Linked DNA regions of Mus musculus: regions 1, 2, 3, 4, 6 and 7 are each linked to region 5. Evidence: chromatin contacts called from public Hi-C, HiCAR-type and HiChIP or PLAC-seq data. All regions are on one chromosome and are shown on one strand. The core of a region is the stretch at or near the end of the contact, and the rest is flanking DNA. Distances in the headings are between cores, read along the strand shown. Region 1 has its middle 190 kb from the start of Gm31330. Region 2 has its middle 150 kb from the start of Gm46220. Region 3 has its middle 250 kb from the start of Gm46220. Region 4 has its middle 300 kb from the start of Gm31330. Region 5 has its middle 62 kb from the start of Gm22911. Region 6 has its middle 230 kb from the start of Gm31330. Region 7 has its middle 250 kb from the start of Gm31330.

The links. Hi-C and Micro-C count contacts between places; a contact is called where the count stands out from the background. HiCAR-type assays count read pairs that join an accessible place to other places. HiChIP or PLAC-seq counts read pairs in DNA pulled down with a chosen protein or histone mark.
Region 1: a Hi-C map of neural progenitor cells shows a contact between it and region 5, with 2.7 times the contacts expected there. The contact joins two enhancer-like sites. A contact is called at or near these places in 5 of 484 Hi-C or Micro-C datasets (adipose-derived mesenchymal stem cells, embryonic fibroblasts, neural progenitor cells and 1 more), 1 of 115 datasets of contacts at active chromatin or transcription factors (astrocytes) and 1 of 9 other capture datasets (embryonic tail).
Region 2: a contact with region 5 is called in a Hi-C map of cerebellum, with 2.0 times the contacts expected there. The contact joins two enhancer-like sites. A contact is called at or near these places in 1 of 15 datasets of contacts at CTCF or cohesin (the NIH/3T3 cell line), 2 of 484 Hi-C or Micro-C datasets (cerebellar granule neurons and cerebellum), 1 of 115 datasets of contacts at active chromatin or transcription factors (neural progenitor cells) and 1 of 9 other capture datasets (embryonic tail).
Region 3: a contact with region 5 is called in a HiCAR-type map of astrocytes, with 2.6 times the contacts expected there. The contact joins two enhancer-like sites. A contact is called at or near these places in 2 of 484 Hi-C or Micro-C datasets (cerebellum and myocytes), 6 of 115 datasets of contacts at active chromatin or transcription factors (astrocytes, differentiating embryonic stem cells, embryonic basal ganglia and 3 more) and 1 of 9 other capture datasets (embryonic tail).
Region 4: an H3K4me3 HiChIP or PLAC-seq map of embryonic limb bud shows a contact between it and region 5, with 8 times the contacts expected there. The contact joins two enhancer-like sites. A contact is called at or near these places in 1 of 484 Hi-C or Micro-C datasets (cerebellar granule neurons), 2 of 115 datasets of contacts at active chromatin or transcription factors (embryonic limb bud and stem cell-derived neural progenitor cells) and 1 of 9 other capture datasets (embryonic tail).
Region 6: an H3K27ac HiChIP or PLAC-seq map of stem cell-derived neural progenitor cells shows a contact between it and region 5, with 6 times the contacts expected there. The contact joins two enhancer-like sites. A contact is called at or near these places in 1 of 15 datasets of contacts at CTCF or cohesin (the NIH/3T3 cell line) and 2 of 115 datasets of contacts at active chromatin or transcription factors (differentiating embryonic stem cells and stem cell-derived neural progenitor cells).
Region 7: a contact with region 5 is called in an H3K27ac HiChIP or PLAC-seq map of neural progenitor cells, with 16 times the contacts expected there. The contact joins two enhancer-like sites. A contact is called at or near these places in 1 of 484 Hi-C or Micro-C datasets (uterus) and 3 of 115 datasets of contacts at active chromatin or transcription factors (astrocytes, embryonic hindbrain and neural progenitor cells).

The regions. Positions count from the first base shown.
Region 1 is chr10:37,626,136-37,629,422 of GRCm38.p6, reverse strand. No RefSeq gene overlaps it. Among named protein-coding and RNA genes, the nearest start is that of Gm31330, 190 kb to the right of the region's middle. Within about 2 kb of position 1,377, at least 13 of the 459 cell types and tissues checked have an H3K27ac peak or open chromatin away from gene starts, as enhancers often do. A contact at or near this core is called in neural progenitor cells, where this site is marked.
Region 2 is chr10:37,906,429-37,910,228 of GRCm38.p6, reverse strand. No RefSeq gene overlaps it. Among named protein-coding and RNA genes, the nearest start is that of Gm46220, 150 kb to the left of the region's middle. Within about 2 kb of position 2,303, at least 9 of the 459 cell types and tissues checked have an H3K27ac peak or open chromatin away from gene starts, as enhancers often do. A contact at or near this core is called in cerebellar granule neurons and cerebellum, where this site is marked.
Region 3 is chr10:37,811,015-37,814,796 of GRCm38.p6, reverse strand. No RefSeq gene overlaps it. Among named protein-coding and RNA genes, the nearest start is that of Gm46220, 250 kb to the left of the region's middle. Within about 2 kb of position 2,321, at least 59 of the 459 cell types and tissues checked have an H3K27ac peak or open chromatin away from gene starts, as enhancers often do. A contact at or near this core is called in astrocytes, cerebellum and embryonic basal ganglia, where this site is marked.
Region 4 is chr10:37,739,679-37,743,438 of GRCm38.p6, reverse strand. No RefSeq gene overlaps it. Among named protein-coding and RNA genes, the nearest start is that of Gm31330, 300 kb to the right of the region's middle. Within about 2 kb of position 1,653, at least 2 of the 459 cell types and tissues checked have an H3K27ac peak or open chromatin away from gene starts, as enhancers often do. A contact at or near this core is called in embryonic limb bud, where this site is marked.
Region 5 is chr10:38,551,841-38,555,312 of GRCm38.p6, reverse strand. No RefSeq gene overlaps it. Among named protein-coding and RNA genes, the nearest start is that of Gm22911, 62 kb to the left of the region's middle. Within about 2 kb of position 1,347, at least 127 of the 459 cell types and tissues checked have an H3K27ac peak or open chromatin away from gene starts, as enhancers often do. A contact at or near this core is called in astrocytes, cerebellar granule neurons, cerebellum and 4 more, where this site is marked.
Region 6 is chr10:37,665,138-37,668,604 of GRCm38.p6, reverse strand. No RefSeq gene overlaps it. Among named protein-coding and RNA genes, the nearest start is that of Gm31330, 230 kb to the right of the region's middle. Within about 2 kb of position 1,479, at least 19 of the 459 cell types and tissues checked have an H3K27ac peak or open chromatin away from gene starts, as enhancers often do. A contact at or near this core is called in stem cell-derived neural progenitor cells, where this site is marked.
Region 7 is chr10:37,681,538-37,685,249 of GRCm38.p6, reverse strand. No RefSeq gene overlaps it. Among named protein-coding and RNA genes, the nearest start is that of Gm31330, 250 kb to the right of the region's middle. Within about 2 kb of position 1,954, at least 13 of the 459 cell types and tissues checked have an H3K27ac peak or open chromatin away from gene starts, as enhancers often do. A contact at or near this core is called in neural progenitor cells, where this site is marked.

The DNA.
Region 1 (3,287 bases), core at 128-2,627, 930 kb after region 5:
GCGATGGGTGTCAATACTTTAGATGAATAAAGACACTTAGCTGAGTAAATATTATGAATGGTTTTACATAGAAATCAATTAGTCTCTGTTAGAATTATGTTTTATTTACTGATTATATTAGGCTGTCTCAGTAGTTATTAAGAAATCAAATTTCATTACAATGGCAATGGATACTATATACTGTATACTATATACTATATACCAGATACCAGATACCATATATATTAATAACATACTATATACTATATTATATATTATCATATATTATTATATGTTGTCATATATTTTATATTAATAACAAATCCCTACCAATCTGTTCCTCTCAAGCCCTTTGTCCAGCAGCAATGAATTTTCTATGGGATGTAACAATATAATAAATGATATCATGGTACTATAAAAGAAATTTATATTATCACTCATGTTTTACACAATTAAGATATATTTGTTGTAAGTATTCATAAAATACAGTTAAGAAAAAACTACAAAATCACCCATAATAATATCAGCCAAATATTTTGAGTGTGATTATGAAGATTGAAAAGTTTACACACACACACACACACACACACACACACACACGCCTGTAACAAGCAACCAAAAGAGAGTATATTTATGGAGTTAGAAAAGCATTGCAACATTGATTGGAATACTTGCTAGTTGAGTGATTGTACTTCATTATAACTTAACTTTGCTCTGTCTTTGCTTTCTCAGTTCTTAGACCAAAAGCATATTATCTGGGGCATATGGTGTCGACAGAAACCACTTCTACCAAGCTATGTCCTAAGTCAAATAAAACAGTATCTCTTTCTTAGCTCTTCTTCCTACATTGGTTCTTTCCCCAGTCCAACCTTCATTGTTTTCTCTTTTGGATTTTTCAAGTGGTCAATGAGTTAATTAAAACGACTTTGTTTTCAGTGTATTTGATGCTGGGGATTAAACCCAAAGTCTCACAAATGCTAGGAAAATACTCTACTGCCAGGCTCTACCTACAACACTAAACTACGTTTTTTGACAATAATGTCTCAAAATAGTTTTGTTGCCTCGGGGATATAATGTAAATTTTAGATTTCTGTTTTTAAGAAGAAAGTGAGTGGTCTTTATTATAAGGTGCTATTTGGATAACCTCTCCCACCATTCAGAGCTCTTATCCAGTTCCCCCCAAAAAGTTGTTAGCCCTATCCTAGCCTTCCTTCCTTTCTCTGTTTTCCTGAAATCTAATTTTGTTTTAGGGGCAGTTCTGGCATTACTCCCAGTAACACTATGGAAACTTTCCTCCAGCCATTGTTGGAATAGACTTTCCATGTGCTCTGTGGCTCAGCTGGTCACTGTGTTGCTAGGCAGCAGAACCTGGGAAGCAGTGCTACAGACTCAGGAGAGCTCGGCAGCAACTTCTTCCGAACTTCTGGGCCCAAACATAACTGGTTAGTTTATGTACACACACTCTCAGTCTTCAACATCTCAAAAGTTCATGTGGGTGCTATATGCAGTGAGGCAGAGACAGGGATAGTGTAGAATAGCTTCGAAACCAGTAGTAGGTTCTGGCTACTAGATGCACCCACCTCAAAGATGGAATTTATATGTAATTCACAGAAACTTGGGACACCAGGAAACATCTAAACAGCATCTGCAGTTCATCCCAGACTAGGAAGACCCAGGGACCTTGAGTTGGGGCATCTTTTTACTTTGTTCTCAGAGCAAAGGGTGATTATGGGAAAGTGGTGAGGAAGGTAGGAGGGGACTGGGTAGTATGAACCTTATCTTGAGGTCATGAAATTCCTATCATGTCAATTAGAAACAGCATATGAACCCAGTGGTCACCTCACCACTGCTCTTAGGATTTCTGAATAGAGTTATTTTCTAGATCATAAGGCAAGGGCAGATTATTATTTTAAACTAGTATTTGGATTTCCTGATATGGGTTTGCTTGAGAAAGACCCTTATCAAAATGTTTAAAGAATTGCAAAAGCTGTTCTCTTTTTGAAAATTCAATTTTGACATAGGAAACTCTGGGTTGGAATGCTCCAGCCATATAACTTAAAAATGCATTTTATGTTGTTTTCCAAATTGGGCAATCCAGTGGTTGTTCTTTTTATGTAATTCTTCTTTCATACTTCAGTGACATACTTAAATGCTGAAATGTTGCAAAATTTGAAAAAAAAAAACTTCGTGTTTTCAAAAGAGGTAAATAAAAAAGATAAAAGATGTCTACCATGTGACAACCCATGATATTTTCCTCAGTTGTTAGTCACATTGTACAGCTGGCCATGCCCCAGAAACCACAGCCCTCAATTACATTTGCTTTCAGACATGTGGAAGAAATGCATGCTAAACCAATTAGCCAAACGATGACATTTGCATTCCCCCCCCCCCCCCCAGACTGGCAGTGCCTGTGACTCTTCAGCATGTGATCCTCCGGGAACCTGAACAATTATCATCAATCACACTGACCACATGCATCGTTACCTAGGGCTTTGAAAATGTCAAGAAATAAAATATAACAGTTTTTCAATAAACTAAGCACACTCAGGGCTCTGCTTGGCAGTCTAGACCTCACGTGAGGAAAAGCCTCACATCTCATCCCAAGGCCACCGAACTCCACAGGCAACCAACTACTCTGGGATTATTCATAGCTCTGAGCTGTGTCCTTTGTTCTATAGTTGCCACTCCTCCTTTGGGAACAGGTTTAAAGAGTGGGCAGTCAGTCTCACCCAAAATTGATGACTTGTAATTATAAGAAAAAAAATGGAAATTGAATATATCTTAATATTATTCTTAATATCAAGAGTTTGGGAGCAGAGGAGGACATAAATCTGCACCCATCAGCTCCTAGAGCACAGTGCATGTTTGACAGCAGTGAGAGTACTGTGTGTTTGTTTATCTCCCCATTACACAGTGTATTTATAAGGCTTTAATAATAGTTTACCTTTGAGCACATAGATGTCAATTGTATAAGCATTTGATAATCACTTGCTGTGACCTAAGCACTGACTTACAATGACTACAGAAGTGGATAGGATGCCTCTTGCTCTCAGGAAGCTATAAGACAGTGAGAAAGACATTAGCACCAGTGCCTAATTAGAGAAGGCTGTGCCTAAATACTGGCTGAATCCCTGTGTGAAACTATGTGAAGAAGACACAGATTTCATGAAGCACAGAGCCTATGGTCCTGACCCAGCCCAGATAAATGGGTTAGGGAACTGTACTGAGTGGCTCTGATTCACTTGATCTCTCTACCTTCCCCCTCCACATTCTTGCCTCAGGAACCTGACTTCCCCTGACTAGCACAG
Region 2 (3,800 bases), core at 1,054-3,553, 650 kb after region 5:
AAGACATGGAAAGAGCAATTTTCAAATTCCTCTGGAAAGGGGGAAAAAAAAACAGAATAGCAAAAATAATTCTTAACAATAAAAGAACAGTTGGGGGAATAACCAAGCTTTACTACAGAGAAATAGTGATAAAAAAACTGCATGGTATTGGTACAGAGACAGACACATTGATCAAGGGAACAGAATTGAAAACACAGAAATAAAACCACAGACTTAGAGAAACTTTTGATCTTTGACAAAGACACCAACAATATACAATGGAAAAAAGAAAGCATCTTCAATCAATGATGCTGGTCTAACTGGCTGTCTGTATGCAGAAAATTGAAAATAGACCCATATTTGTCACCCTGTACAAAGCTCAAGTCCAAGTGGATCAAAGACCTCAACATAAAACCCGATACACTGAATCTAATAGAAAGTGGGAAAGAGCCTTGAATTCATTGGCACAGGGGGAAATTTCCTAAACAGAACTCCAATGGCTCATGATCTAAAATCAATAACTGATAAATGGGATCTCATGCAACTGGAAAGCTTCTGTAAGGCAAAGGACATAGTCGATAAGACAAATCACCAACCTTCAGATTGGGGAGTAAAACTACACTATTCCCACATTCAATAGAGGGATAATATCCAAAATATATGAAGAACTCAAGACGTTAAACACCAAAAAGCCAAACAACCCAGTCAAAAAATGGGGTATAGACCTAAACCAAGAATTCACAACAGAGGAATCTCAATTGGCTGAGAAGCACTTAAAGAAATGCTCAAAGTCCTTATTAATCAGGGAAATGTAAATCCAAACGACCCTGAGATTCTACTTTACATGAATCAGAATGCCTAAGATCAAAACCTCAGGCTACTGCACATGTTGGTGAGGATGTGGAAAAAGAGAAACACTCCTTCATTGTTGGTAGGATTGCAAACTGGTACAACCACTCTGGAAATTACTATGGAGGTTCCTCAGAAAATTGGAAATGGATCTACCTGAAGGTCCAGCAGGACCACTCTTGGGAATATACCGAAAAGATGCCTTACAGTGCCATGGGGGCACATGTTCCACTATGTTCATAGCAGCCTTGTTTGTGATAGCCAGAAGCTGGAAACAACCCAGATGTCCCAGGTCAGAAGAATAGATACAGAAAATGGGGCTCATTTCCACAGTGGAATACTACTCAGCTATTAAGAAAGAGTACATCCTGTGTTTTGAAAGCAAAATAGATGGAACTAGAAAATATCATCCTGAGTGAGGTAACTCAGACCCAAAAGAACATGCATGGAATGTAGTCACTAAATAAGTGGATATTAGCCATAAACAAACAAACAAACAAACAAGAAGAAAAGAAATGTACAGAATACCCACGATACAGTCCACAAAAACTAGAGAAGGAGTAGCTCTTTAAAGCACCAGTCTTCAAGGTCAAATATCTAAGACTGCCTTTAAAATTCTTCATGTTATCCCCACTTGAAGGTAATTTATCTGGTTCCCTGCATATTCTGTGCTATATATTTTTGTTCTAGCCTTCACTACTTTTTCCAATTTTTGATTAAATGATGCTTTTGAAAATTAGTTTAATTTACCTTTGCTTTGGCATGAGTGTGTTATATCCTATGTTCATATGTTCATTTTTCTTTCTCATCTCTGTAGTCATCTTTGTTCATTTTGAGATGGCAAAACCAGCCAGCCCTTCCTTGAGAAAGAGGCTGACAGGTGTGAGTAGACAGTCGATTTTCAGCTGTGATCAGAGTGCATCACTTCTCTTAGAATGCACCCTGTGCTACTTTTCCACTAACCAGTCTTTTTCATGACCTATGAAACCATGGCTTTCCCTTTGTTATCATCAGAATTATGGAGTGATTAGTAGGAGGCAAGTATTTAGAGTTTATCTGAAGTATAAATGTATCTTGGAGATATAGTTATTCTAGGAGGTAAAGGATTCACTGCGGGTTTACTGAAAACAACACCGGAGCTAATAACGTGCTAGATTCCCCACCCCACCCCCACCCCGTGGAAGCAGAAACCTGAATCCCTGTGGTCCTTAGAAAAGAACAGGAATTCGGATGCTTACTTTGGGTGGTTTGGAAGAAATTTTCACAGACTCCAGTTTAGAGCCATGGACCATGTAGATGAGTTTTTAAAGGCAACAAGGATGAGTATAGCAGATAGATATTTTTTTCCACAGGAATTGAAATGACATTTCCCTCTTGTCTCAATTCTTAATTGGCTACTCACGGTCACTGGGGTGTTTACACAGCCTCAAGGCTGGCTCCATTCTGTAGCCATCTGTCTCAGTTAGAAGCTCACTACAAGTTCCATATGGCTCCTTAATTCCAACAAGCCTGAAGCATTCTCATGTTCCATAGGGCCAGTTGAGAAGTTACCTTATTTGTTTTGGGTTTGAAATAACTGGAATTGAAATTAGCAGTACTCTACATCTCTCAGAATGCTTTTCCTTTAAAAGAAGATGTTGCCATGGGCACCTGGCATCTTTCTTACATCTTTGCACATGTTTATTTTCTAAATAGAGAACACATATTTTTGCTCCAAAAATAATAGAAAGAAGGGCACATTTTCATTTATGATGTATAGCACTAGCACAATTTCCACCAGATTCATACTGAATTTCCTAATTCTTTCACACACAAAATGCTATTCTTTTCATTTGCATAAGTTGGTGATGCTGGTGGTTAGCTATCTTGCCTGAAAACTGCAGGATCAGAAGTGGTTTGCACCTTAATCTAATCAATTACTTTTATTCAACTTAAACATCTTACAGTGAGTCATCTAAACCATTTCTTTCTGGGGACTTGTTGATCTTGGATATCTCTCTTTGTCCTATGGTGCAATCTATCTATCTCTTTGTGCAATGGACTGTTTTACTTATTATAACTATTTGGCACTGGATTATTTAGAAAACCATCCATTTTATTACAATTCAATATTCCAAATATTGGCGTTTCAGTTTGCTAAGTTCTTTTCCTGCCCTCTACCTCTTCTTCAATTCCCAAAGCTTTCCTGTTGTCTTCATGATCTAAATTCATCCATCCTTATTTCCATATCTTGCATGATTTCTCACTTAACATTTTCAGTCTGGTCAACTGGACCAAATTATGCTTATCTCATTTGTGTTCATGTTGGAAGATTAATTATTCCATTGAAGCCACACCTTCCCACTGTGCCCTAGGGTGCCTAACCTTCTTATGGGAGTCAGTGTATCAGTTCACTGGCTGCTCTAGAATCTGTTCTCCTATTTGATCTGCTTCACAAACATTCAAAATGAACAAACCTTTCCAATGTAAAGCACAGAACAAATTCTTCACCGCTCATACGTCTTTTGTGCCTATTCCCTATAATCGTCACTAAATCTCATGGAATTTTTTCTCCTAGCATGTTACTGTCCATTTTTTCTTTCCCTTTCTTAACATCCATTCTCATTAACTACCTTAAAGATGAGATCATCACTGTCAGCAACACAAACTTCCTGTATATTTCTGTCAGCTGTGCAAGCTTCTTTCTTGGCTACATGTTCACTTATGAATATTTCTTAGATTTTCCAAACTGAAATAAGATAATTACACAATAATAGACCTTAGCTGTGTTTTCTAAGCAGACAATAGTGGCTATTGTAAAAGGTTAAGGTAAGAAAAGTTTGGTTTGATCCAATATTCACTACTGTGTTGTAATGTGAGCAGGGTACAAACCAAATTCTTCAAATGAACATAAGCACTTATGAGTAAAGCAGACATTAAACACTTATTTTTTGTTTGTTTGTTTTCAGTTTTCCTCTGATGTATGTTTTATT
Region 3 (3,782 bases), core at 1,072-3,571, 740 kb after region 5:
AAACCTCTAGTACATTTTATTTTTAGCTTTCTCATTGAAGACAATGTTCAATGAATGTGTTTTTCTGTATGTTTGACTGTGTATGTATACATGTATGTGCATGCATATATGTGTGTTCACATACCTTCATGCCTGTATGTGTTTGTGTGGGCATGTGGGCATGTGTGTGTATGTGTAATAAAACTGAGGCTACATGATTAGCACAGTAGTTCCTAGGCTGGCTTGGCATCACTCATTTAGTTCATGTGTTTAGATGCCAGCAGTTTAACTTCATCACTTTTGTGCCAGTAACATCATGAGGACGTCCCCCATAAACCCATAGGTTTGAATACTTGATCACCAGTTAGGAGAATTTGGGGGGAAGAATAGGGAGGAAATAGCCTTGCTGGATTCTGTGTGCCACTCGTGGCAGGCTCTGATGTTTAAGGAGACTTCTGCTTTTCCACTGCACTGTATCTCCTGTTTTTAGGTCAAGATGTGCTCTTGCAATTGTTCCAGCTACTCTGCTTTTTCTCCATCATCAAGAACTTTACCCCTGAATTCATGAGCCCAACTTAGTGCTGTCTTGTAGAAGTTGCCTTGGTCATTGTGATTTATCACAGAAATATGAAATTATCTAATATGCAGAAGAAAAACCCACAAGCATCATTTCTGTATAGCTATGAAAATAGACTTGACCTTACAGACAAGGGCTGCAGGATCTATACGGACTATGAATTATATTTGGAGAGTTCTGTACCTTACAGAATGCTTGTTTCTTCTGCTAATTTCTAATATGGTATTCCTAAATGTAAAGTTATTCAGTGGATAATATTTTACTGAAAACTATTTAAAATCTTCAGAAGTACTGGATAGAAGTTTGATAGACAAGTTCATTACATAGTTTTATTTGTAACAAAAATCAAGTGTGTGCTGGGCATGGTGGCACACACCTTTAATCCCAGCACTTGGGAGGCAGAGGCAGGCAGATTTCTGAGTTTGAGGCCAGCCTGGTCTACAAAGTGAGTTCCAGAACAGCCAGGGATATACAGAGAAACCCTGTCTCGAAAAAAAAAAATTAAAAATTAAAAAAATTTTAAAAAAATCAAGTGTGCCTAGGGCACTTTTACATAAAGAATACCATGTTATCCTACCAAACTTTCTGGGCAGAAACATAAAAACTCTGACTGTTTAAAGTGGGAACAAAAAAAAAGTAATTAAAGTTTAAAAAAGTAATAAAAATTACATAGAAACTTATATATGGGATCCTAAACTGATAGAATTAGTGCCCTTTTAGTAAGTGACCCAAGTGTGGTGGCACACTATAGTCCCAGCTATTCAGGAGACAAAGCTAGGAAGATAGCTCTGGCCCAGGTGATTAATGATGGGCCACATAGCAAAATGCTTTCAAAAAATAAACAGATTAGTAAGTAGATGCTATAAAGCCAGATATAACACAGAGAAAAAATGCATTGTTCTACAAGCCAAGAATCTATTACCAGAAACCAACTGTGTCAGGTCTTAATGAAGTATATCCAGCCAAGAGCATCACAAGAAAACAAACGTCTGTTGTTTAAGCCATTCCAGAGGATGGCACTTTGTTGTGGCAATCTAAGCAAGAGCCCTGATACAGCACTTATTTTATAATTGATGAAAACTCAATCACAGCCCTAGATTTCACACTCAAAACACAATAAAGAATTGTGGACTTGAATGAAAGACATGCTTTGAAGAAATGCTCAAGTTCAGAAATGTAACGTAACACAGTGGTATACTTTATTTACCTGAAGGTTCAACTCTAATGTTAGGAAGTTAGATTTATTGTTGCTTTCTTAATAACCCAGTCATCTCACGTGTAAAAGCATATTGCATTCAAGTGTCTGGGGCTATTTTCAGGAATCAATACTTGTTCCTTAGCAGTTGCACAGTAGCAGACAATTGCATAAAGAAGCTGTCTGTCTTTATTTACACAATGTATTTTTGTATTCACTAGGCCAGAAAGAATAGTTCTGTGTAGCAGCTGCCATTGTATTTTCTGCTTATCTCAGTCCTGTCTGCCACTGTTATAATTCACCAGCTGACACCCGCCTTGGCAGAAACCACGGGCAGTAATTTCATGCCAAGCAACAACGAAGCTCTGAACTCTGACACAATTCATCTTAGTTCTAGTTAGTAAAGGGGATTCTTTGGATCTTCCCCCACTTCTGTTGAAGCATTTGTGGCTGTAAAGGGGGAGGGGAGGGGGAGGGAGAGAAGATGGGGGATGCAATGGAAATGTACACTGGGGAACAGTTGCTGCTCTGTCTGGAGCAGGGGAACAGTGTCACTGGAAGACAGAGTCACTTGTGAGGGATGAAGACTGGATGTCCAGATAATGACATTCCTGCTTGTTTGGTTTTACAGAGTTGGAAGGATATGAGAGCACATTTGGTCTCCAAAAATACACTACTGTTCAACTCAAATGATTTGGAGGTTCAAAGTGTAATTTCTGGCACTTTCTGATTTAGGAAGCTTGAATTCAGGCATGAAGGCACTTGATTGTAACCATAAAAAATAGCCTTGTTTTGGTTGTGAATGCTTGATAAATAAAATGGAAAACTGCACGTCTTCAAGTTAATTTCTATACTCCCAATGGCCGTGGTTCACGTGGGTTTCATTGCAAGCAGATTAATTTTTAGTCTGAAAATCACCAGTAGCCAGCCAATCACATTTCGAAATCATGCCTTTTAGAAGTTTTGAAATATATTTTTAAAGCACACGTCAGAATCCCCTAGGTTTCCCACAATCTACTGAGAGTAAGAACCGTACTTTCCACACCATTTCCTGATAACTTCATGTGACACACAGTACCACATGAATTGCAGAAGTGAGATGACAGACTAGGTAACCACTCTTTTAAATGTCACCTTGGCCTCAGGTACCCTCTCATGTCAGCCAAACATAAATATCAGGCTAGAACTGTGATGGTATGGCTTTGTATTTCCCCCTTTAAATTCTGTGTATATACAGAGAGAGAGACTGATTAAAAGAAACTCTAATGAGGATATTGCTTCAAATCTCACTCAACTTTCTATCCTCTCACTGATGAATCTTAGCAAACTGAGGAGCCAGTTCTGTTGACAGCATTTTGAAAAAGAAAGCATAAGGGTCACATTTGATTACACTCCTGCTATTTCACTAATGACACGGCAGAGAAAACATTGTATTCAGCCGGATTTCATGTCTCAATACTACCTGGTGATGCTAATTAAATGAAAAAGAATAATTCATCAAAATTTAAAATAAAATTGCATCATGTCATTTATCTCTAGAGAAACAATGGGTCAAAATCATTGATGGCCAAAAAGAAGATTATTTTCGTATGTTTTGCTGATCACAGTTTTTACATCACAGCTTTCAACAAAGTCAGATTCTCCTAATGAAGCATATTTTCAAGAAGCAACTGAAAGATGTGTTCTCTTGAAAAGCTAATTTCTGTCTTGATACACATAAACTGAGGGGTCTTGTGTTCTCTAAAGGAGAGGAAAACCTTTATCAAAATTATAAAAAAAGATATCAGCTAAATAAACTCAGTAAGATCTCAAAAACTTTGTAGGATTTAGCTAATTAACTTAAATCAGTTGATATGTCTGATCAAAAATGATAGCTATGAAGAGGACAGATTGGAACTTGCAAGATAGCCAACTAGACCAACTCATAGTGTCTGATAGACCAAGTCAAGACCTTAAATTAAAAGAGATAGGCTCAAATTTCCATCTTAAGCCAGCCGCCAGAGAGAGATGAAGAGGCTGGTCTTCTGATTA
Region 4 (3,760 bases), core at 404-2,903, 810 kb after region 5:
AGGACATCCTCTTGGAGACGATGGGGGTGGGGAAATGGGATGAGGATCTGTTGGAGGGCAGACTGGGAGGAGGATAGTAAAAAAAGATTAAAGATATATTTTAAACAACAAAAAAAATCATCATACAGCAAAATTACAAAAAAGCCAAGAAAATTGTGAAGACTTGATACACTATACATTTAATTGCCCTTACTAGAGTCACCAATTGAGTCACTATCATATGTTCAAAATATGATGTACATCAAAAATCACACTTTAAGAATTTTGACTGTGTAAGTATATCTTTGGCAGAAAGTAGCACACAGGTTCTGTTAGCCTTTCTGTTAACAGAAAGGTTGGAGATGTGAGCCTACGCACCAAAAACTGCCTCTGACTAGGATGGACAGGTGGTTCAGCAGTTAACGGTGCACATTGCACTTCCAAAGAGCCCAAATTCAGTTCATAGCACCTACATCAGTTGCCTCACAACAACTAGTAACTTCACCTCCAGTGTGTCTGACAACCCATTCTCATATGGCTTGTATGCATGAGCACACACACACAAGAAAATAAAATATATATATATATATTACCTTTTCTGTTCCAACAACAATATCACATATCACATATAATGTTGGTGTTAGGTTAGGAACTATAACTGCTAGTCAACATGGAAGGATAGTTAACAATAAATGTGATAATTTTCTTTACATATAAAATAATGGAAGTCCCCCCCCCCAAAAAAAAAGAAACACAAATTCAATTCTTTGCAGACATGACTGTGTAATACCTAGCACAGACTTTAGTAAAAAGCTGGCCTTGAACATTCAACTGTTGAAACACACCAATACCATTCAAATCACTGAAGCAACAAGATACTCTGAATGATACAATTTCTTTATCAATGTTCTATGTGATCTTGGATTTTTAAATAGAATAACTTTTCACTCATTTGAATCATTCTATATTGAACAGGGATTGTGTGCTTGATGGTGCTTTCTTTAGCTCCTAAGCATTTAAATGAATTCATGCTTTACTCAGCTGAGTTGAAGCTGTGGCTAAGTTGCATGAGCCCCACAGAAGAGCCTGCTCCCAAAATAAACTCTGGTTAGAAATGAGCATCAGTCCAGGTGCCCAAGGGACATTAACAACACAGGAATGCAGATGAGGTGATAATACCAAGTGTCAGTGCAAGTTGCATTTAATGTGCTCAGAAAAATTCCATCACAAGAAGGAACCTGGGGCGTTCTAGCCTCTGTGGAACCAGCAGTGGCTTCTGGTATAGTGTAGAAGTCCCTAAGGCACATTATATTAATGGCAATGCATCATAATGTGTTTGAATTAAATCTCATTTCAATACTTGCCATTAGATCATGTTCTCTCCTCTGCCTGTATGAAAAGAGTATTTAATGATGTTATGCTCCGCTCTGGAACAAGCTTTTTGTGGAACTCAGGGTACTAAGAAATGAATATTTTTTTTTATTTTGTCTTGTATATTTAAAATTTATAATTGGAAATTTTCTTCAGTCGACTTTGTATGTGGCATTTCCTGGATTAAGAGTCATAAAATAAATCACCAATGAATTAAGACAAACATAAAACCCTATGGTCACTGTGAAAATGGCTTAGGTCCAAGAATAACAAGCTAAAAGGCAAGTACTTTATACCCCTTAAACCTCCCTAAGTTTTCAACACTCTTTTTTTCTCATCTTACACTTCTTTAAGGAACAGGCTTGTCTATATATCATGGCTAGAACTTTCTTTCCCCTTGGGTCTCCTGGTTTCCTTATTTATATGTTGATTTAAGACCTGGCTGAAGTGGACCAACCATATGACAGGTGGAACGTTTTTTCAACAAACTTAATCAGGCACCAACAATGCTAAATTACCCTCACAGCATTTAGATGGAAGCCTGCTGCCCTTGTGAACAGATGAGGTGCAGATTGTACAAGTCTTTTTTACAGACTACACTTTTGAGAAAAAACAAGTGTGGACTTGTGTATTGGCATTCTGGGTGGAGAGCGTAAATATCACTGTTCCTAAATTTACACCTTTGCTGAAACAGGTTGGTACATCTAGTTCTATGGCCAAAACATACTTTTCCTCACCTCCTTGCTTCCTTAGGACTCTCCTTACTTATCCAAAGTCTATTTTTCTAGGTCACCCAAAAGTCCCCCTCCTAGAGAAAAGCCCTCATAAAGCCCTCCTCCTGCGAATAGATGCAGGCTCTTTCTCTTTCTACTTAGAAAGCTTCTTTCATTTCATTAACATATAAAAGTCAGTTCACCTAATATGTATATATGTGCATATATATACATATATACATATTATATCTTCTATATGTATAAAGGTGGCCTCTGGTCAGCTCATTGGGACCTTGTCAGAATGCTCGGAGCTCACCCAGCCTCACCTATCAGAACAGAGGAAGGAATGTGATGCTCAGGAAGTAAACATTCATCCAATTTTAAATACTGGAATGAATAAAACATAGCCAGTAGTGTGTAAACAGTCCTTCCAAGGCAGGTTTGTTCCTAATAAAATATAACTTAGTAAATACCATTTGTAGTTGTGCACAGGCAGGAGAAGGCTTTCATTTCTAAGGTTCTGGACTTACCTTTGAATAGGCTACAGGACAATAGATTATAGGCAGCATCTGAGGGCCACAGGGGCAGTGGTAGCATTATAAGAATGCCTATGGGCTGGAGAGATGAAAGTGTTATTTCATTGTGGACCTAAAGTATGTCACCAGGATCTATGCCTTGGTGCTGTTTTCTTCTGGGTGATAGTAAATAGCTCCTACATCTCTCATCATGTTGTAGCTCTTATCCTATAGCATGAAGCCAAGCAGATAGGAGTCTATAGTCCAGCAATCCTAATTGGGTCAGGATGGATTTAGTTACCAAAGCAGCTATTATATAAGCTATGGTAATTATAAAATAAAAAAAAACTAATGGGACATTAATATGACTTAACTGGCAAATCAAGAACCAGATCAAGTAGGGAGAGAAGGAAGATACTGGGAATGCAACTGGATGTGTCCAGTACATGGCTATGTTTTTGCTACTACAAGGTAGGTTACTAGGGGCAGAGATACTCTCCTCAGTCACCCATGCAAGTGGTCACACAGGTACATTACTTATAAGAAGGTGAAATAAGGGATTTATAATTATCTGTTTTAACACACTCTCTTCCTCTTCCTCTTCCTCTTCCTCAGTGTGTCTCTCTCTGTCTGTCTCTTTGTCTCTGTCTCTCTGTCTCTCCATCTCTCTCTCTCTCTGTCTGTCTGTCTGTCTGTCTGTCTGTCTCTCTCTCTCTCTCTCTCTCTCTCTCTCTCTCTCGTGTGTGTGTGTGTGTGTGTGTGTGTGTGTGTGTGTGAGAGTTTCCATGCATATGCACACATACCAACTTGGATGCTCTAAGGTTTAATTTTAAATGTTCTATTTGATACTGCACATCTTATTTCTTGAGAACCCTTTCAATGAACCTGAATCTCACTGGTTTGGGCCAGAATTCCCATGAATCTCTGGACCCCCTTTCCCCAGCACTGTTACAGTATGTGCTGCCATGCCCTATTTTTTATTAGGTTAACTGAGATTTGTGTTCAGATCAGAAAGCTTCATAGCAAGCTATCTTTCTGTCCGTTAGGCCACATTGCTACCCCCTAACTTCTTTACAAACATAAAAACTTAAGGCTGAAAGAGATTTTGAAAGATGTAATAATGTTTTCACACATTTTCATAACAGTTGCTTCCTGCCAAATGTCAAACTAACTGATAAAAAT
Region 5 (3,472 bases), core at 98-2,597:
CTCAGCACCAGTGTTGCCATGGAAACTCTCCTCCTTTTCTCTACCCTCCCCAGTTACCAAGCACAGCTCTGGACTCAGTGCCAAGACCTCCTCTGTACAGACTCAATATTCTTTCAATGTTTAGACAAATCTGTTCGAAAACCTTGTTTACATTTTTTCCCACAACACCATAGCTTCGAGTCGGGGCCATCCATTTCCCATGGATCTGCTTATATTCTGGACATGGTTTCTTTTCTTTTTTCTCCACCATAGCTCTAAAATAAAATTGTATCATTTGGTCTAATTCTTAATAGGACATAAAAGGCAACTCAGGGTCAGAGTCCACCCTTACAGTCAATTTTATCCAGTCCAGAGTAGAATTTAATACTTTTTGTATACTATTTTTTTTTTACTTAAAAAATTTTGTTTAATAAATGCAGCATTAACACATGTTTAAAAACAAGAAACTTTCCTTTAATTAGCTTTAGTTGCATGTTTGTTACAGTCATCTGTGTATCTTACGTTATGCCAGACATTAATTAGTATTCAGATATACAAATAATATGTTGGCTTCACATTGCTTAATCTTACAGGTATGTTTTAGGCTGCACATTTTCTGTAGAATTTAAAAGTCTTGCTTATGGTTTAATTCTTGATTCCTATATTTAATGACGCAATTCACTGATGAAACTAAACCAAAATTAATGTTGTTGTGATGATATTTTATCCTTCTCCCCATTTAAAAATTGCCAGTTATGCCTGCAGAATTCCTAAATGTTAAACGTAGGTTTAGCTTAAAAAAAAAATACTTACTTTGCCTTTTTATTTTAAGAAACTTGAACAGGTCAGTTCAACTCAGTGAACTATGCTGACATTTACATATTTTCACAGTAAACATGTATTTTTAAATCATTACTAGGAAAAAAATACCTCTGATCAACAGAAGAGGGAGCAATATTCCCTCCTTTTTTACACAAAATACTGTGGGGTTGTTTTCTCACCTTTCCCTCCTAAACATAAGCCTCCTCTATCGTAATCTCTGCTGCTGCTTTTCTCTTTCCCTTTTCTAATTTTTTTGAGGGGAAGTGGAGGAGGGGTGCGCAGTGGTGGCAGGAGTAGGACCACCCAGTTCGATCAAGGAATCAAAGGTTAAATTCTTTCTGGTTTGTTACTATCTCTCAGGATATAGTTAAACGTTAGAAATCTTTGTCGTCTGTATATTTTTACTCGCAACAATACTTACGGGAATGAAATGCGCTGCACCTCCTTACAGAGAAGCCACAACATTGCGCAGGCAGTGGAGTGAATGTGAACGTTTTCCAGCTTGCCTGAGCCAGAGACTCTCTCATTGTTCTCTCTCTGAGCAGAGTAGGAACCGCGCACATCTGAATAACAGAGTCTTTTCTGCCTGGCGCAATCCTGGATTGTTACAGTCTAGAGGCCAGCCATGCTGTCACCGGCACAAATTGATTTAACCATCAATTGCTGTGGTCATTAAAGCTGCTAAAAGTCCCCGCCAAACTGATGAATTGCAACTGAATGTGAAATGAGTGTCTAAGTCTTTTTCCCACCACCTCATATCAAAGGCTATTGTATCCTTGCAAAGTAAAGGGTCGGGGGTTCAGGCTGCTGTTCAACAATGGGCTCTGTCAAAGGACAGAGCTCCATTCACACAAGCACTCCCAATTACAGTTTGCTTTCCATACCTTATTGTATGAAATTTGCATCCAACTAATACATTGAATTATTGGCATACTTTGGGTGTCAAAGGAGTCAATGAATGATTTGTCCTTGAAATACATGGAATCCAAAGCAGCTGCTGGTTCTTGTCTTGACAATGGAATGATTCCCTGGTTTTCCAATGCCTGCAAATGGACTAATTTTCTCCCAGCTCACAGTTAGCACTTGTGGAAGCAGTACACAATTTTTTTCCACATTCACAACTGTGAACTCATTTCTAGAGTTTTGAGAGGAGATACAGAAAAGGAATGGTATTGTCTAGCCTAACAATTATATTATAAACTTTAAAAAAATCAGTATAACCTCCATGAGGCCAATCATTTACTACTACTACTACTACTACTACTACTACTACTACTACTACTACTACTACTACTACGACTACTACTACTACTACTACTATTTGTTTGCTTAAAGTAAAAGGATACATTGTAAAATTAAAACCAACCTTACACATATGTTTAAATACCCAGAAGAACTTTTGTTAATTCTTTTAGGAAGATCATAAATAGGAATTTTTCAGATTTTATGATTAAGCTCCTCAAAGTGTTATGAACTGAGCACACGGCACATGTACACATGTACATATTTGTATGTTGGTATAATGTTTACCCAATTTAGCTGATAACTGAGTTTGCAGACATGAGGGATCACTAAACTGCAATCCTCCAGCTTCTGACACTCAAAGGCAGCAAGGAATTCAGAAAACATTGGGTTTGCTCTCCTTGGTGTTAAGTTTGGTTTTTCCTAGCAGATACTCATCGACCGAACATTTCCCTTCATCTTGAGTCTTGACTTTAATGTGTTACATTATTTGGTTTACCTATGTGCTTGTGTATGCAACTTTAGCAAACTCATCATGGCGGTGTTTTCATGGTGCTCTTAGGGGCAGCTCTGTAAGAGAAACAAGCTTTGGGACATCAGAGAAAGAGAGCATCACTTGTAGTCCCAGCAACACATGGTGTTTATTTTCCTTCCATGGTTCATCCTGCCAGGAAGTATTATCAACTGAGCAAAGACCAGATGTGGAAAACAAAATAAGTATGATTTGATGTTGGAGCAGGGGTGAGTTGGGACAGGATGGGAGAAAGAAAGCAAAGCCAGTGGCCACCATAGTGCTACAGAGAAAACGGGACAAAGAGGGGACCTTCACCACAAAGGTCAGAGGTTCAGGCCACACACCTCTTATAATGAATTGGCAGACAGACCCAGGTTTGTGTTTCCCTAGATTCTATTTACCATAGACTGTTAGTCGCCAGTAACTGTGTAGAAATCCATCAGCAAGAACTGTTACATTGGCCTCCAATTCCAAATGACCCTTAAAGAAGGTCATTTGATTCTTATCTCTAAGGATCTTTTGCTCCTCCTCCACTCAAAACAGGGCCATGGGGAGAAACAGCTCCCTTAATATAAAAGAGAACCTTGCATTGAAATGAAAAGCCCTTCTTCAGTTGTTTAGTAAATGATATTAAGTTGCTAAAGAATGTATAAAGGCATATCCTGGGTCATATTCTTATTGTAAGTTTCCTATAAGTGAATGAAACAGTAGGGTATGTTAACTTTTTAAGCCCTATAATCAGATTAAAATTTTAGCTTAAATTTTTAACTATTTGTATCAAGTCATTACAATTATTACTTATTTAATTAGTAATTTATTGGATATGTACTTTAGACAGTTTGATGAGTGTTTTAGCATTATTTCTTCAAACTCAAGAGAACAGTAAACCTGCCTGCTTTAATTTTTTAAAATTCA
Region 6 (3,467 bases), core at 230-2,729, 890 kb after region 5:
TAATGTGCAAATCACATTTAAAAATTCACAGAAGATGTAAACAAAAATACAAATAGAATTCCTAGACATAAAATCTGGAATGTCTGGAGGACAAGATTAAATAAATATTAGTGAGTTTGAAGACCTTGTGATGCCAAGTTGTCAAAAGAGCATATGGAGAGAAAAGAGAAAAGAGAACAGGTACCCACAACCTGTGACCTATGTTATAAATGTGCACTTGGAATCCTTGATTGGGTAGACAGTAATGTTATAATTGAAGAAATAATGGGGAAGAGTTTTCTGCCTTTGATGACAATGATAAGCTCACCAAAGCAAAAAAAAAAAAAAAAAAAAAGGAGGAAGGGGATGTCAATGAGTTCAAGGATAAAAATTTGAAGAAAATTACACTATTGTCTATAATTGAATTACTTAAAATCCATAATTTAAAAATAAAACACTCAGGCAAGAAAAGATAGTAAGCCTATGAAGGACCAGAGGGGGAAAGCCTTCATTGGAATCAGCATGCTAGACAACCAAAACCCCAAAATGCACCTCCATAGAAGTCTTGGTTAAATAACCCTCTGATACACAAATGAATAGGAAAAGTCTGCTTCTCAGACCAATAGTTAGGTTAAGGAATGTTTGTATAAATCAAATATAAGGTCAGGAATACAACTGCAAATATGAGCATAGTCTATCACTATGTTTCTGCAATGTTATTCTGATATAAAAGCGACCTTTAAAAGCCATTAAGTTGAATTCCAATGGGGGCAGGGTGAGATGCCAAAGATGGACAGAAGCAAGAAAAATGTAACATTTTAAAGCTCCTTTCCAAAACAAAATAGTGGGCATCCCCACAGTGGTTCTGACATTCAGTCACAGCAAGGCATGCTTTACTTACAAGCTGGGGGACTGGGGGGGGGGGCGGGGCGGGGGGGTATTTCTTTGTCATTTCTTCTTTTTCTGTCTCTCTCCTCACAGAGCCTCTCCCCCTATAAGTAACCAGAAAGCAAATGAGTGTCCCTGAAAGCAAACCTCTAAGGGTTCTCAGGGTCTCTCTCGGAGTACAAAGGGTGCCTTATGGCATCTCACAGGCAACTGGAGACACAGCAGCAGAGTTCTCAGAATTTCAGTCCTCAGCACTGGATGGCATTTGTCGTCCACCTGACTTGTGACCATCACATTATACAGTAGAAGACATTTTGGATGAAGTTCATGTTTTGTTTTTGATGTATTCTTCACGAAAAACCTCCATACAGCACTTGGGACAAGGCAGGCATATGTACATTGATACAAAGACTTCTAAACTTATTCTTGGTATAATGCCCTTGACAGTGACAAAGGCTCCCACCTGCCCCCCAGTGAAAAGATGCATATGGCTCAATGCTAATTAGCATCAATTACACAAAAACTCTTTTCGAGGGCTGGGTCTGGCCCTCCCTGTCTGCAGGTGCAGCATTCGCCCTGTGACCTTTTACTCTGAGATCAGACACAGAGAGGAGAAGTGGGACTGGTCAGCAGGGACTAGGGGGCTGTTTATCTCCTTCAGAAATCATTGTCTGACCTCCACCATTCATGTCAGCAGAGGCATTTTCCTCCTGGGAAACTTACAAGCGAGGCTGAGAGATTTCATCTGCCTGGTCTCTTTCTGGAACTTTGTGGACATGCACCTGGCCTCATTTTCTCCGTTTCTTCCTTCACATCCTTCACACTCATTCTGAAAACAAAACAAAACAAAAAAAAAAAAACAAAAAAAAACAAAAAAACAAAAAAAACCCCACTTTCCTACAAGGAACAAAAACATGACAAAAAGAACACAGGTGGCTGAAGGCTGACTGACAGGCTGTGATGTAATGACAGGGCTTCTGTGTCTACAAAGGCAGCTTCTGGCCATGGCATTCATGAGGAACCTACTGTGAGAGAGTGGCTCACCAGTCAATAGCAGCTAAAGCGCAGCAGCCCACTAGATAACGCAATAGCAACACACTAAGTGAACACTTGCTTTAAGGTTTTGCTTCATGTCAAATAAGAAACACATACACATACACACATACATACATACAGAGAGAGAGAGAGAGAGAGAGAGAGAGAGAGAGAGAGAGAATTAAAACATAGCTGTTTTCCAGTAAGAACTGCTTTTTGGAAGATGTTCATTAAGTGGCCTTTTCTGAAACTTTGCCTTTCTCGATGTTAAGCAGGACCCCCACATAAGCACTTATGGCATCCCATAGGTCTCTCCTGGGGAGGTAACTATCATACTTTGGGCTATAATTGCCTAGGTTCTATAGCTCCTGCAGGTGTGTGCTCCTGGAGGGCTGACAGCCCTGACCCTGCTTACTCACCCACAGTACACAAAGCCATTCCCAGGGTTATTGTGGGTGCTGGGCAGCTTCAAAAGAAGTAGAAGACCCCAGGGGGCCAGAAAAATCTTGTTTCAAACTTTAAACCAACCTGAGGTTCCACTGAGGTCCTTCCACCTAAATAAGGGCACACCTTCTGTAGTAGGAGGAGATGGAGCACAAGAGTAGACATCTGGCCCTAACGTTCAACCTTCTCAGTCGGAAGGCAGCCAGTCTTGTGGGTACTTGCTTGACAGAGGAACTGCTCTTTGCCACCAGACCCTATGTGCTACACAAGCCTAAGCATGTATAAACTCCCCAACTGCTGGTTTTAGGGAGCTCTTCTTGGTGGGGATGGCAGGGTGGGGGTAGGGGGTCTCTACAGTCCCAGTTTGAGACCTGTCTGGACCTAAATATCATGCTTGGCAACCTGAAAAGAGAATTTGTTAATTCTGCTGACTTTGGGATAAAGATGAAGCCCTTTAAATAAAAGATTTGCAGAAATGGATTGTCCTTCCTTTGCTGTCAGCTGACCATCTGAAGGAAGTCTAGATTCTACTTTGATTAATAGAGCCTGGAAGGTCTGTATGGAATCACCTAGCCATCCAGACCAGTTCCCTCCCGCATGCTGATTCATGGTCTCTGTGGGCCCACAACACTCCTGGATGGCCTGTCTACCAGAACCTTCCCAGCCTCAGACCACACTGACGGCCAAGGCCAAGACAGTTAAACCTGAAAACATCAAGGAAGCACCCTGCTAGATTCCCCAGAGAGTGATATTTTGCCCATGATGATGTCTCCCCTCCAGCTCCTAGATGCCTGTCCTGTCCCCTCCGATGCCATCTACACTGACATAGTATTTCTGGTCCACTTGTGCTATTAAATCTATAATAACTATTTTCCAAGTGCAAAGTATCAATATAACTATGATCATAAGCAATGTTCTTTTAAAATATGAAGTTTTCTTTTCTTTTCTTTGTTTTTATTTTCTTGTTTTTGTTTTTTTCGAGACAGGGTTTCTCTGTGTAGCCCTGGCTCTTCTGAAACTCACTGTGTAGACCAGGCTGGCCTTGAACTTGAAATTCCCCTGCCTCCCAAGTGCTGGGATTAAAGGTGTGTGCCAGGCATTTTTTTTTTTTTGGAAGAATT
Region 7 (3,712 bases), core at 705-3,204, 870 kb after region 5:
TTTTAACTTGCATGTTTTAGTCATTTTTAACAGTTTACAACAAATTAGCAGCTTTTATAAGATTAGGTTCAAACTTAGTTCCAAATCGATTAGCATTTTATTTTAATATTAGCTCTTAGAAATATAGAGCTCATAGTGGGAGTTTTAGACTGAGTATGCTGTAGGTCCAGTAGAAGAATTTACCAGGAAACACAGTAGCCATTGAGTGCCACCTACACCCAATAGTAAGAGCCAGTCCTTAGCTTTTGAATAGTTTGCTGCTAATAACCAGCACCTTCGTACCTAATTATCTGGGCCATATAATCCTGTAGAGCCAGCAGCAGGCTTGTCCATATTACCAAAGCCACTGTCTTTATTTTAGATGCTATCTTCACTCTAGAGTTCCATAGGGGACCAGCATTTTTTAAAACATCATTTCCCTTTTAGTTTCTTCATATTTTTATCCTTTACTCAATCTTCCTATGTTTTGCTTTAGAGCCTATTTTAGCCATTTTCCTCCAGACCCTTAGTTTAGAAGCTTGCTCTTACAGGAACCCTTTAAGATATTTACTGGCTCTTCACATGATTAAAAAAAAAAAAATCACACTGTTTGTAAATATCTAAAGCTATGTAGAAATCATTTCATGTAGCATTCTGGTGATGTCTAGCAGCAAGCGGGTTTTTGTTGTTGTTGTTGTATTTGTTTTTGTTTGTTACAAAAACATAACAAAGAGGACTTAATCCCTAGGCAGAGGAAGACGCTTGAGAGGCACCGTGAGAGACTTCAGTTGGCCTGGGTGCTCTGCCAAAAAGCAAATATCTCAAGTTTTGTGCTGACAATTATAGCCCTAGCTGATTAGCTTTTTTATCTAAACTAATACAGATTTTTGCCATCTTTATCTGCACAAAATCGTAGCCAGACCCTCTCTCATGACATTAAACCTCTGATGGTCCTTCTAAGTTATATTTTAATTAGAAGTCCCAACTAGGGATGACAGTCCCTGCTAGTAACGTTCAGATTGGCATCAAAATCTGGCCAGAGACACAAACAGAGCTAAACCAGGAGGTCGCCTGGGCTGATTTTCATCAAGAGGTAGGATTTTTTTAAAAATCTCCACTCTTATTTGCATTTGCTTTTGCTTTCGGCAGTGATTTTGTCTTGACAGTTTTAAATGGATTTTGTTTGTTTGTTTAGTCCTCCACTTAAAGTGTAAAGAAAAATAGTCAAAATTATTAGAAGAACCTTTGCAGAGATCAAATGATACCCTCCCTGGTTAGATAAATACAGACTCAATTATTTTGAGGACATTTAAGGATAAACATTTTGGCTTAGAATATGACATTTGAGATAAAGTTGACATCCAGAAGGCCTATTATTTAGTTTGCTTTAAGAGCAAATAGTTATTGAACATAGTAGAAAACAACAACAACAATTTAAAAACCAACAAATATGTTACGTTGATTGAGGAATAAAAATCAAAGGCCTCTTTTTCTATATTTAATTATATTTTATTTACATATTTAATTATTGTAATCTATTATACACTTTCAGTGTTGTTTTCCAATTTGAGGAGAGGGACTGTTTTGTTCTGCTGTCTGTTTTTTGTGTTTGTGTGTTTTGTTTTTGTTTTGTCACAAAATCAGTGTATCATCTGTCACATGACAGTCAGGAAACCTTTAAATAAACATGCTTGGATCTAGAAAAGAGAGAGCTGTAATTCAGTTCCAGAACCAGTTTTTCGATAAGGTAGAACAGCAAATAAAACAATATTTTAACATTTTCCATAGCTAAAAACTAAATCCAGTGAGCAGAGGAAGCAACATGAACACAGAGAAGGCTCAGAGACAGAAATTCTGAGCCCTGGTTATTAAATCAGGCAAACAGCCAAAGCAGCTGCACTGGTCAGTCCTCCCCTGCTGGGACTGCCCTGTCCTCCCAGTTTAGGGCCACTTTTTTCTCCCTGCAGTATTGCACTCCTTGAGAGCTTTGCACTGCTTACTTTCCTGCCTGATAGCATGCAATTATTCAGTGGCTTATCCCAGCCAATAGCTAGCAGTGGACTCAGGAAGGGATAAGAATTTTTTTTTTTTTTGAGCTGCTGAGGCAGGCAGCATCTGTGGCAGATGGCCTACAGCAGATTTTAAAAACTAGAAACAGAAAAAGAATAAAACAAAACAAAACAGAAAACCTAGTAAACACAGAACATAAAATGTTCAAGGGACAGATTCAGCAAAAATTGAACAAGTAAACGTAGAACATAGAATGTTCATGTAATCAAATAGATTGTTCAAAACCAAAACGTGCAGTGACCACCTTCATCCATATATTTAAACAAGCTTGACAGATTTACCGTCCCAGATCCCAGTATCCAAGACCCAGGTAGGCAGAGAGACTGCTTGCTTGTGCTAGTGGGCAGGAGACAGACAAACCACAGAACAAAATGGAGAGCACCAATAACCAGGCACCAAAAACTCAGGTGGGTAGTACAATGTCTTGCTGGTGCCCTGGACATGAGTTCATTTACCTCATCACACAGCTCTCTGCCTGGCAGACAGGATTCCACCAGTACCAGATGTCATCAAAACGAGATGCCCTCTATGACCCACCAATAAAGGCCTTTTCAGATATGTGCTTACAAGTTTCTTTTTAGTGCAAGAGTTCACTCCAACAATCCCAAACTGAAAGCATACCTCAGAGCCATGGAATATTTCCTTTCAAGGTATGTACCTCCTAAGGCTGCATTTCAGTTCTGGAGTCTAGGGATGAAGTTCCAGATTCATAATTTGAAGTCTTGATCTAATTGTTAATCTCACCAGAGTAAAGATTCTTTTAGTTGAATTAAAAGAGCTTCCTTTTCTGTCTTTTGTGCTACCTCCCTAAAGGAGGGCTTAAGAAAACAGCATCAAACACAGGAGAAAATAGAGTTTATATTAGCCCCCGAACTGGAAGGCTAGGGAGCTTTTCAAAAGTTTTTGGTTATATATGAACTTGGCAGGGTATTTTAAAAGTATTTTGCGGAACATCTTATCAGTGCGGAGATCAGGGTATAGGGCATGGAACAAGTCAAACTGAGAAAATAGGTCAAGACATGGTCAAATCCAAGTTTTACAGAAAACATAGTAAACCTATTTTGACCTTGTAATAAGGTGGCTTTTAATATTAAGATGGAATCAGGCTGCTCCATCTTTATGTGTGTGTGTATGTGTGTCTGTGTCTTTGTGTCTGTGTGTTTCTCTGTGTGTGTACATGTTTGCAAGTGTGTTGGGGAATGTAATTCATCATGAAACCATAGCAGTTATATATTCCACCTTATCTTTCTTCTTTCTTCTCAGTTTTCTAAAAAACTTGAAATATATCCCAATTAGAGGGCATATCTAGTTCCTTCCCATAAAGGATTTGGGAAGTAGTACAGTGTGAATGTTGCTATTTTCTAAAAGACATGTTTTGGCAAAGTAAAACTGTGGTGCATATAGGCAAGCTCATGAGCAAAATGACAGCAAAGCATTGTGCACAGTAGTCTGTGCTTTAGCAACTTACAGACACATGCTCATCACTTTACGCTTAGTCAAACTTTCTATGTTTCCTCATATGTGGAGATGTTAATGACAATAATTATGTAATAAGCCTGTTATGAACAGAAAAATCACCAAATATGTATAAAGTAGTTAACAGGGTGCCTGGTACCCAGTCAATATTCCACAAGCCTTGAGAGAATAACTACTATTGCTGGGC